Regions from separate parts of the Xenopus laevis genome. Here region 1 is linked to region 2. A link is a contact called in public Hi-C data. All regions are on one chromosome and are shown on one strand. The core of a region is the stretch at or near the end of the contact, and the rest is flanking DNA. Distances in the headings are between cores, read along the strand shown. Region 1 has its middle 18 kb from the start of kcnn4.L. Region 2 overlaps LOC108696810 (zinc finger protein 70).

The links. A called contact is a pair of places that touch in the nucleus more often than the background predicts.
Region 1: a Hi-C map of the XTC cell line shows a contact between it and region 2, with 5 times the contacts expected there. The contact joins two enhancer-like sites. A contact is called at or near these places in 2 of 4 Hi-C or Micro-C datasets (the XL177 cell line and the XTC cell line).

The regions. Positions count from the first base shown.
Region 1 is chr7L:127,803,758-127,809,280 of Xenopus_laevis_v10.1, reverse strand. It overlaps the pseudogene btg5.3.L. Among protein-coding and RNA genes, the nearest start is that of kcnn4.L, 18 kb to the right of the region's middle. Within about 2 kb of position 3,975, at least 2 of the 7 cell types and tissues checked have an H3K27ac peak or open chromatin away from gene starts, as enhancers often do.
Region 2 is chr7L:127,732,190-127,737,843 of Xenopus_laevis_v10.1, reverse strand. It overlaps LOC108696810 (zinc finger protein 70), which reads right to left. Exons shown (of 3, transcript XM_018226468.2): 2 at 5,010-5,116; 3 at 588-3,343. The coding sequence starts at 5,099. The coding sequence ends at 1,226. Among protein-coding and RNA genes, the nearest start is that of LOC108696810, 4.2 kb to the right of the region's middle. Within about 2 kb of position 2,368, at least 1 of the 7 cell types and tissues checked has an H3K27ac peak or open chromatin away from gene starts, as enhancers often do.

The DNA.
Region 1 (5,523 bases), core at 2,726-5,225, 70 kb before region 2:
AAACCACAATTAATAAAAAATGAAAACCAATTGCAATATCACTCTCTACATCATACTCTGTTAGGTTTCAGTTAAACAAGTGCATGCTGGGATGTGTAGTTCAGACATCAGTAGAGGATGAGTAGGGAGCCAGTCAGTGCTGGTTGATAGAATGTGATACAACAGCCAGAGATCTGATCACAGGGGCAGTTTCAGCCAATATAAAGAAGGAATTAGTCTAAAATAAAGTAAATAAACAGCGGGAGCCCCGCAGGGTGAGCGCCATTTCCCAGTCGCTGCGCGGGCAGCCCGGGGGCGGGTTCCAGACAATACTCTCCGCTCAATTAACATAGGAGAGGTGTGAATAGACAGCGCCAGCGGCCAATCAGGTGCCACCGACCCCTTCCCTCTCCGGCCAATATAAACGTGCCGCCCACTCCTAAACGCATGTACTCTCTACAGCCGAACCCGGGGCTCCAGCTACTACTGCTCCATCGCGTCTCACCGGGATTGGAAGGGTTTCATCTGCCTCCTGGTGAGTCTTAATATTCCGTCTCCATCCCAGGCAGCAGCCTTATTGTAGAGTCACTTTCACCAGGGGCCCCAGAAGGGCCACAATCAGACACAGGGTACAGTTTATTCGTATCTGTGAGTGTTATATTATTAGTCACACTGACCTGCTCAGCTTTCTTCTTTCTTTCATGGGAACAATATTGCTTTGGTAATCTCACTCTCTCTTACACACTCACTCTCTCTCTATTACACACTCACACACTCTCAGCCTTTCACTTACACTCTCCCTCTCTCTCAGTCTTCGTCTCTTACACACTCACACACACTCTCTTTCTCTTAAACACTCTCAGTCTATCTCTTACACACTCACACTCTCTTACACACTCACACTCTCTCTCTCTCTTACACACTCACAGCATTTCACTTACACTCTCCCTCTCCCCCCCCCTCTCTCTCTCTCTCTCTCTCTCTCTCTCTCAGTCTTTCTCTCTTACACACTCACAAACACTCTCTTTCTCTTAAACGCTCTCAGTCTATCTCTTACACACTCTCTCTCTATTTCTCTTTAACACTCTCAGTCTTTCTCTTACACACACTCTCTCCATCAGCCTTTCTCTCTTACACACACACACACACACACTTTCAGTCTTTCTCACACACTCACAGATATATAGACACACACTCTCCCTCTCTCTCTTACACACATATACACACTCACATACACACATAAACTCTGGCAGTCTTTCTCTTACACACTCACGCACGCACAATCGCTCACAATCTTTCTGTTACACACACATCTACACGTACACTCTGCCAATCTTACAAACTGTCTCTCTCACACACACACACTGTGTCAACCCTTCTTTTACACACTCACATACACACACTCTCCTCACACTGGCAATCTGTTACTTACACACCCTCTAACACACTCACAGTCTCCCTTGATTGTGCATATACACTTTCTTACACACACACTCACACTGATGATCTGTTACTTACACACTCAAACAACACTGTCTAACACACCCACAGTCTTACACACACACACACACACACATAGAACACTATCTGCCTCTCACATACACACTCTGTAGGAAGGATTGGATTAACATTGCACATATTTTGGAGCAAGAAGTTTTAACGATTTATCCTGGTTTTTTTTTTTTTTGTTACTTCAGTTAAAATGAGCATCTTTGTTCCACCGGAGATGATTGAAGAGATAGTGGCCGGAGTGAATTACCTGAAGGCTCTGGTGAATCGGTGCTACCGGCTGGATCCCATGTTGGTGGAGGAATTTGGGGAGAGTCTGACGGAGATTCTGTGCAGGAGATACACGAGACACTGGTACCCAGAGAAACCCATGAAGGGACAGGCATTCAGGTACTGATACTAATACTCTCTCATCATCATTTAATGGGTAATAACATGTCGTGCTCATGTGAGGGGCCAGTTCATTTTTGTACCCCAAAAATTATGCTCTGTTGGTAAATGATAATGCTGTGTGATATTATAGTACATTACTATGGGAATATATATTATTACACAAATAGTTGCAGAGTCACTGGACTTGGAAATAGACCTTGGGATAGGGGGGCTACAATTAAACACGGGGGCCATTGTGGCACATTTTAGCCACTGAAATCCGATGCCATTGATATTCACTACAGTATGTTAATCTCCCTGATTATCCTAATCACTTCGTGGGGACAATGAGACGTCCATGATCTTTGCATTTTAAAGGAGAAGTAACGGCACCAGCAGACAGGACAGGGTTTCAGTCTATAGTCTGGATGTTCAGTAGTCGCAATCAGCATTGTTTCAGTATCAGCATTGTTTGAGTCTATAGTCTGCGTGTTCAGTAGTCGCAATCAGCATTGTTTGAGTCTATAGTCTGGGTGTTCTGTAGTCACAATCAGCATTGTTTGAGTCTATAGTCTAGATGTTCTGTAGTCGCAATCAGCATTGTTTGAGTCTATAGTCTGGGTGTTCTGTAGTCACAATCAGCATTGTTTGAGTCTATAGTCTGGGTGTTCTGTAGTCACAATCAGCATTGTTTGAGTCTATAGTCTGGGTATTTTGTAGTCGCAATCAGCATTGTTTGAGTCTATAGTCTGGGTGTTCTGTAGTCACAATCAGCATTGTTTGGGTCTATAGTCTGGGTGTTCTGTAGTCGCAATCAGCATTGTTTGAGTTTATAGTCTGCGTGTTCTGTAGTCGCAATCAGCATTGTTTGAGTCTATAGTCTGGGTGTTCTGTAGTCGCAATCAGCATTGTTTGAGTCTATAGTCTGGGTGTTCTGTAGTCGCAATCAGCATTGTTTGAGTCTATAGTCTGGGTGTTCTGTAGTCGCAATCAGCATTGTTTGAGTCTATAGTCTGGGTGTTCTGTAGTCGCAATCAGCATTGTTTGAGTCTATAGTCTGGGTGTTCTGTAGTCACAATCAGCATTGTTTGAGTCTATAGTCTGGGTATTCTGTAGTCGCAATCAGCATTGTTTGAGTCTATAGTCTGGGTGTTCTGTAGTCACAATCAGCATTGTTTGGGTCTATAGTCTGGGTGTTCTGTAGTCGCAATCAGCATTGTTTGAGTTTATAGTCTGCGTGTTCTGTAGTCGCAATCAGCATTGTTTGAGTCTATAGTCTGGGTGTTCTGTAGTCGCAATCAGTATTGTTTGAGTCTATAGTCTGGGTGTTCTGTAGTCGCAATCAGCATTGTTTGAGTCTATAGTCTGGGTGTTCTGTAGTCGCAATCAGCATTGTTTGAGTCTATAGTCTGAGTGTTCTGTAGTCGCAATCAGCATTGTTTGAGTCTATAGTCTGGGTGTTCTGTAGTCACAATCAGCATTGTTTGGGTCTATAGTCTGGGTGTTCTGTAGTCGCAATCAGCATTGTTTGAGTCTATAGTCTGCGTGTTCTGTAGTCGCAATCAGCATTGTTTGAGTCTATAGTCTGGGTGTTCTGTAGTCGCAATCAGCATTGTTTGAGTCTATAGTCTGGGTATTCTGTAGTCACAATCAGCATTGTTTGAGTCTATAGTCTGGGTGTTCTGTAGTCGCAATCAGCATTGTTTGGGTCTATAGTCTGGGTATTCAGTAGTCACAATCAGCATTAATAAAGTTTCTTTTTCCATTGGCTGCTCCTTTATTTCTATTAGTGAATGAGCTTTCCTGTGTGATACTCATTGTGGGACGAATTATAATGAGCTCATTAGATTGATTAGCAACTCTGTCCTTTCTGTTCTTACCTGGGGCATAAAGGGGGGTGTTTAACCCTATCTCTGCTCCTCTTACACCCGAGGACTGAATAAGCAAATAGTGATAATAGTTGTTGCAGCCCTGAATGTACAAGATGTCCATTTATTTCCGTGTAGATAAAGATAAAGACACTGACCTGCTGAGCTTTCTTCTTTCTTTCATGGGAACAATATTGCTTTGGTAATCTCACTCTCTCTTTCTCTCTTACACACTCACACTTTCTCCTTCTCTCTCTTACACACTCACACACTCTCAGCCTTTCACTTACACTCTCCCTCTCTCTCAGTCTTCCTCTCTTACACACTCACACACACTCTCTTTCTCTTAAACACTCTCAGTCTATCTCTTACACACTCACACTCTCTCTCTTACACACTCACTCTCTCTCTATTACACACTCACACACTCTCAGCCTTTCACTTACACTCTCTCTCTCTCTCTCTCTCTCACTCTCAGTCTTCCTCTCTTACACACTCACACACACTCTCTTTCTCTTAAACACTCTCAGTCTGTCTCTTATACACTCACACTCTCTCTCTTACACACTCACACTCTCTCTCTTACACACTCACAGCCTTTCAGTTACACTCACTCTCTCTCTCTCTCTCTCTCTCTCTCTCTCTCTCTCTCTCTAATCTATCTATCTATCTATCTATCTATCTATCTATCTATCTATCTATCTATCTATCTATCTATCTATCTATCTACCTACCTACCTACCTACCTATCTATCTATCTATCTATCTATCTATCTATCTATCTATCTATCTATCTATCTATCTATCATCTCTCTCTCTCTCTCTCTCTCTCTCTCTCTCTCTCTCTCTATCTATCTAATCTCTCACTCTCTCTCTCTCTCTCTCTCTCTCTCTCTCTCTCTCTCTCTCAGTCTTTCTCTCTTACACACTCACACGCACTCTTTCTCTTTAACACTCTCAGTCTATCTCTTACACACTCTCTCTCTCTTACACACTCACACTGTCTCTCTCTCTTTCTCTTAAACACTCTCAGTCCTGACTTATCTAATCTCTGTCTCTAGGTGTATCCGGATCAACCAGCATCAGAAGGATGAAAGTATCCTGGAATCGTGTGCCCTTTGTGGCATCACATACGCAGATTTGGCACTGCCCAAAGAGCTGACGCTATGGATCGACCCCTATGAAGTTTGCTGCCGGTGAGTAACCCCCACTGAGAAATGTTAGGGAATTGGTGGCCACAGACTTCGGAATTGTATGCAACCTGGTCCTCAGAGGAACTGGGTCAAGGAAAGAACTAATTAGATTTTGTTCAGAATGCTTAAAGGATAAGTAAGGCTTAAAATAAGTGAATGTAAAATTGATGAGGGGGCTATTCTAAACACTTTTGCAATGTACATTCATTATTTATTTATTTTTAATTCCAAGATATTAAAGGATACGGGTACTGTTAATATGAATTAATTTCGTTACAGCAGCGCCACCTGCTGGTCATTTTCTGATCAGTCTGACCACCAAGTAGTCACATGTACACATTCATATTAACAGCACATGTATCCTTTCATATCTTGGAATTAAAGAAAAATAAATAATGAATGTAAATGACAAAAGTGCTTAGAAAAGCCCCCTCATCAATTTTACATTCACTTGTTTTTAAGGTTTACTTATCCTTTAACTAGGGATGCACAGAATCCACTCTTTTGGATATGGCCGAACCCCCGAATCCTTCGCGAAAGATTCAGCCGAATACCGAATCTGAATTTGCTTATGCAAATTAGAGTTGGGAAGTGGTAAACAT
Region 2 (5,654 bases), core at 1,119-3,618:
TATTTGTCCTCAGTCTAGTAGGGTTTACTCCTGCCTTAAAGCGCAACATCAACTCATAAGACTGTGAGGCAGGAACTACAGTATGTCACTGGAAGAACGATCTTAGAACTGGGATTGTAAGTCATCCGCAAGAACCCCATCTGCATTTGTAAATTACTATGGGTATGGGATAAGATTGCCTATCCAAGACCTTGTCTATTTCTTTTTTTCTGTCTGTATTGGTAAGGAATAAGACTGCTTGTACATTAGCAGACTACCCTAAGAGTGGGTATCTATATCCATGTGAATATATTGAATTTGGCTAGGAGTATCCCTCTCAAAGTCATACTCTGAATGAGGTCTGGATCTGAGACAAGCTCTCCAGAAGCAGCAAACGTGTTGGTCAGGTTAAAACCCAAATGGGACAGAGAAAATGGAGATGTTCTCATACAGAAAGGTTGCCACTAAATATAGAACTGGAGCTGCATAGTAAATAAAAAGCTTCCTAATCCTGCATAGCATCTATAAAAATGTACTTCAAAAATGTTATTCTTCAATGTAAAGCCACGTTTCAAAGTCGACTCTCACTGGCACAACGCATGGAGGAATAATTTAGGTTTTGTGATGTTTATAGTATTTAAAAATATCCACTATTAATTCACATTTCTCAGTCACATAAAAGTCAATCATGATCTGGGAATAGAATTTCCACTGCTCGAAACACTTAGGAACTGTAGACATTAGATGGACCTTAGATGGACATTAGATGGACCTCCTGAATTGTGTCCCACAACACCCCAGCCAGATCAGGAGGAGATGCTTTGACTGGCAGTGCCCAGAGTTGACCTGTACATTATTATCTAAAATTCTGAGGAATCGGATTGCTTTTCAATGTTAAGTACTGTGTCCTCTCAACGGATGAAGATAGATCTCATTAGAAAGTTGAATCCTCTGTATTACGAGGCAGTATAATCAGTTCCATGAGAGTTACGTCTTAGTTCATGTTTACACGGAAAAAAAATAACTCGTTATTTAAACGTGACAACAATCATGTACCATGCTAGCCTTTATGCATTAGACAGCATAGCATCTGCAGTTGGACATGAGTAGAAGTTCTTGGAAAAGATAAGACCAGCACTTCAGTGGTCAGAATGAGACTATGGATAACCTACATAGAAAATGACTGACATTACAAAAACCACTACATAAAAAAAAAAAGGAAACATGAAAACCCCCAAAAAGCAGCCTATGCTTTAGTCTTTCTCTGTTTTTTGCCCTTCTTTACTTTTTTTTTGTTCTTCTGTCCTTTCTTTTTGAGATCTGAATTGTTCATCAAGGAGTGCCATAAATATCTGGGGAGCTGAGAAAACTTTGCCCCACAGCTGCACTGGAAACGTGACACAAGAGGGTGGATCCAGCTGTGTGCCCGGAGCTGGTGGTACCCGCACAAAGCCTGTCCACACATTTCACAGATAAATCCAGTGTCGCTCAAGTGCTGCAGTTGGTGCCGCAAGAAGTGCAGTGACCCTACTGTGGATTTGCCACAATCACATTTGTGCTTTCTTTTGACTGGAACTTTGCGGCCGGAAACCCGGTGCTGATGCCTCTTGAGATGCGAGAGCCGGTAAAAGCGAACACCACAGTCTGGACATTTCAGAGGTGGCTTTGGCCTTTTGGAAAATTGAACCATGAACGCATGTGACATGGATTGTGGAAGAGACTTCTGCGCTTCTCCCTTTCCAGCAGCAGTATGGCTCCGCTGTTTTTCCCGGGCTGTTTTTTTGGTATCAGATGCCCGGACAAAGTCTTCATCTATGAAATGGTGGATTATTTCATCCTCACCAATGACATTGTCGTCCTCCTCTTGCATGCTAGCCAACATTTCCGGGGTGTACTGGAGATCTGGAAAATATGGTTCAGGTGGATAGAGGCCCAAGCCAAGGTTCTTTTCCTTCATGGCGGCAACATGAAAGTTATGACTCATATGCCAGTTTAGATGTTTAACCAAGTTGCCCTTGTGTCTGAAGCAACGGCCACATTCGTCACAGGAAAAAGGCAAGTCTACATCCTCAAATCCAATGACTGGATTTTTCATCGTTTGCCAAGATCCACCCTCACTTGCAATCGCTTTTTTTGCTAGATTTACCTTTTGGTCATGAATTTTGGCACGAAGTTCCAGCTCTGACTCTTTTAAATGCCAACGGATGTGGGTGGAAAATGCACAGCTTCGTTCGAACACTCTCCCGCACTGCTGGCATGTGTAGGACTTGTTGGCAGTGCCAGGGGGATAATTGTTGTTTATGATTTTCCCTGTAGGTGTCCTCTGAGGCATCTTACTTGCCTGGCCTTGTGATGTTGAGGGGCTCGGACTAGTGTTGCTACTGGCTTCCTGTTTCCCTTTCGCTACGTATTCTGATGAGTCTGCTTTGAAAGAGATTGTCTGCAGGTTGGCTAAATTGGGGTCTTTGCCCCAACATGTATGCTTGGCTATATTTCGAAATCTTCCAAACTGACGCCCGCATTTGTCGCAGTTAAACTGAAGGGGCATTGTCTGCTTATTTGATTTGCTCTTTGATGCTATTACTCTATCAGTTGAATAGCCTTTCTCGCTGTCTGATGAATTGTCTAGCGTGTCCCCTAAAACAAACGTGCGGATCTCTTCCTCATTCATTTCCTGTGCTATCTTAAGCTCCTTCTGTGCCTTTTCACACACCTGCTCCAATGCCCTTTCCGAATCATTGTAAGAGCTCGTTCCGTGACCAGCATTATCAACACTTTTTTTGAGGAAGTCTACCATCTTCAAGCAGAAATGTTTTTCTAAATCAGAAAACCTTCGAAATTGCCGGCCGCATCTTGGACAGTTGTGGATTTTGAGGGATGACTTTCTGGGGCTCTTTTCGTGAGTATCTAGACTATTAATATCTACAGAAAAGCCCATGTCCTCTTTGGGGAGGCATCCCATTTCTGAGGAGGCATGGTTAACATTAGAAGGTTGATGGGAAACCGAGGACGGGCTCAACTCCACATTTTCTTCTGTAGTAGATTCTGCTATAACTAGTTCCTCCACAAAAGGAAAAACTTGATCCTGAACACATTCATTGCTCCAAAGCACCGCCTGATTATCAATTGGTGGGTTATCATGGTGTAGCCCTTGTTGTGGTTCTTCAGAAATCGAAATGTTCTCTATCTTCTGATTCACTTGTTCTTGGCTCTCAATTTCGACTGCAGGTTCTATCAATTCTGCTTCTGGATTCTCGTCATCAGAGGATGAGGAAACAACAGCATCGCCGTCCAAGCTCTCGTCACTACTCGATTCATCAAAATACTGTAGAGTGTGCCAAGCTGGCAAGTCCTTCTTATTTTCCTGGTGGGGACACAACGTAAGGCACACAAAATGGAAATAAATCAGCAGTTCGAAAAACAATTAATTACTGTTGAAGGGATATGCTTAAATGGCAGGAACACCAATTGTTTTGGATGATTTTTTGCTTCTTGAAGATGCTGTACAATGATAGAACCAATAAGAGGGGTCTACGTTGCACATCACTGGCACTTTTAAACAGACTAATAATTATCCTGATCTGTACAGCAGCACTGTGAAGATGCCATAAATATTACTTAATTAAACTTAATTTCATGGATACAAAAAAACTTTCTAAATATAATCAATTTGAAGTTTGGTACCATTTCTAAAATATTCAAGCTACTCTTCACTATGCCCCTCAGCATCTGTCACTCTTCATGCAGGAGTTGGAGTCAGATTTTGATTGACAAGAGAGAGAGAGAGAGAGAGAGAGAGATGATAATTGATTATAATACACAAAAGCCATGAATATCCTGTAAATTATATCCTTATAAACGGTGAGTTCTGATGTCATCAGTTATAAACGGTGAGTTCTGATGTCATTTCTGTCACATGACTCATTGAAATTTGTGTATTATAATAAATAAAGTACCCCCAGTTGTAAAATATGAGGATATTAGAAGTTACCTCGGAGTTTCATGACCTGTATAAAAACACTCGGCCTTCGGCCTCGTGTTTTTATATGGTCATGAAACTCCTTGGTAACTTATAATATCCTTATATTTTACAAGAGGGGGTACTTTATTCACTATATATTTTATAAGCAAGATACATCTCTCAAGTAATGCAAATAATAGAGACAATATGGATAAATTATTCATAAAAAAAGTCAAATATATTTTCTTAAAAGTAAAGTGCCATTAAAAGAGTTGTTACAAAAAACAATAATAGAATGAACACAACATTGTTTTTCCTACAAATTTTTCAAGTGCATTTATTTTAGGATAGTTAATGCAAATTAAGTGAAAATTAGGTGAATTTATTACTGGTTTGTTCTCTGCCTATGCCGTAATTACGTAGCAAGAACAATTTCATACATTAAAAGATAAGATCTCTTTGCCAGAACGGCGCTATTCATATAGGATGATCTGTGCAGACTGAAAATTGCACCTGTGGCTTTGTCTGTTTGGACTCTTAGCCCAAAAGAAAAAAAAAAACCCTTAAACATGTAGGGCCAGAGTCACTAGGGAGTGCTTAACAAATTGGCACCGTGCATGCTGGGATTTGTAGTATATAACAATTGCTATCAGAATTTGTATCTGTCTGTCCTTTGCTATTTTCTGACTACATGTAGAAGTGACAATGCATTCTACGCTTCTGTGATGAACAGACCTCTAAAGACTGCAAATCACAAGTGTGCAAGGAACTGTGGGACTTGGGAGTCCCAGCTGGAGGGGTGTAGGAAATCGAATACAAGCTGAAGGACTACTGTTTCAGTGGTGTATGTAGTCAGATCTAGCAGTGCAGACAATAGCAAAGGACACATACAGCTTTGCATAGCAATCACATTAGAAAAGTGACTTAGAATTTGCTTCCATAATGGAAAATGTTATATTTGGGTTTACATTCCCTTTAAATTGTGCACATTAAAAAAATCTGCAGGAAAGTCAATGGTTTAACACAGCGCAGCTCTTTCTTGTGGCACAACAATAAGGGAGCCACCTACCAGCCTTAATGCAATGGGCTCATCCAGAGGAACATTCCCGTCCTTCAGCTCCACTTCAGCGCCAACATCGATGCCCTGCTCTAGCTCCATGGTAGCGCTTGGCCCCCCTGCAATGCCAATAAAGGACAACCTATCAGAGTCTGCGGATTTCAGTGGATGATTTGCTGCACAGAATTTGCAAGTGGTGTGAATACTTCTATTAGTGTCCAGGTTAAAATACAAGCAAGCCCACCAGATGTTGTGGTTGGAGGGATGCTGGGAATTGTAGTTCAGTGTTACAGTAAGGCATTTTGTGGGACACGAATTTACATGTTAAGTCAGATCCACATTCATGAGCTCAAATGAAGACCAGGAAACAGGGATATCCGGAAAGAAATAAACGAACGTGTTGTTACCAGCCCTGGTTCGAATTTGCTCAATCTTAGTAAATAAGGCCGATGGTGTTGAGATCAGAACCATGCAGGGATACTGAAACAGTAAATACCCCACTATAACAGTTCATACCACAGAATCAAGGCTTCCAGCAAGGTCTAGGGGTTGGTTTCCCGTGTAGGAGGCTTTAGTAACAAACAATGTACATATGGCCAGCTCAAGTTGCTCTTTAAATGACTTAGACAACTGTTTCAATTACTCATCAGTCCTGAC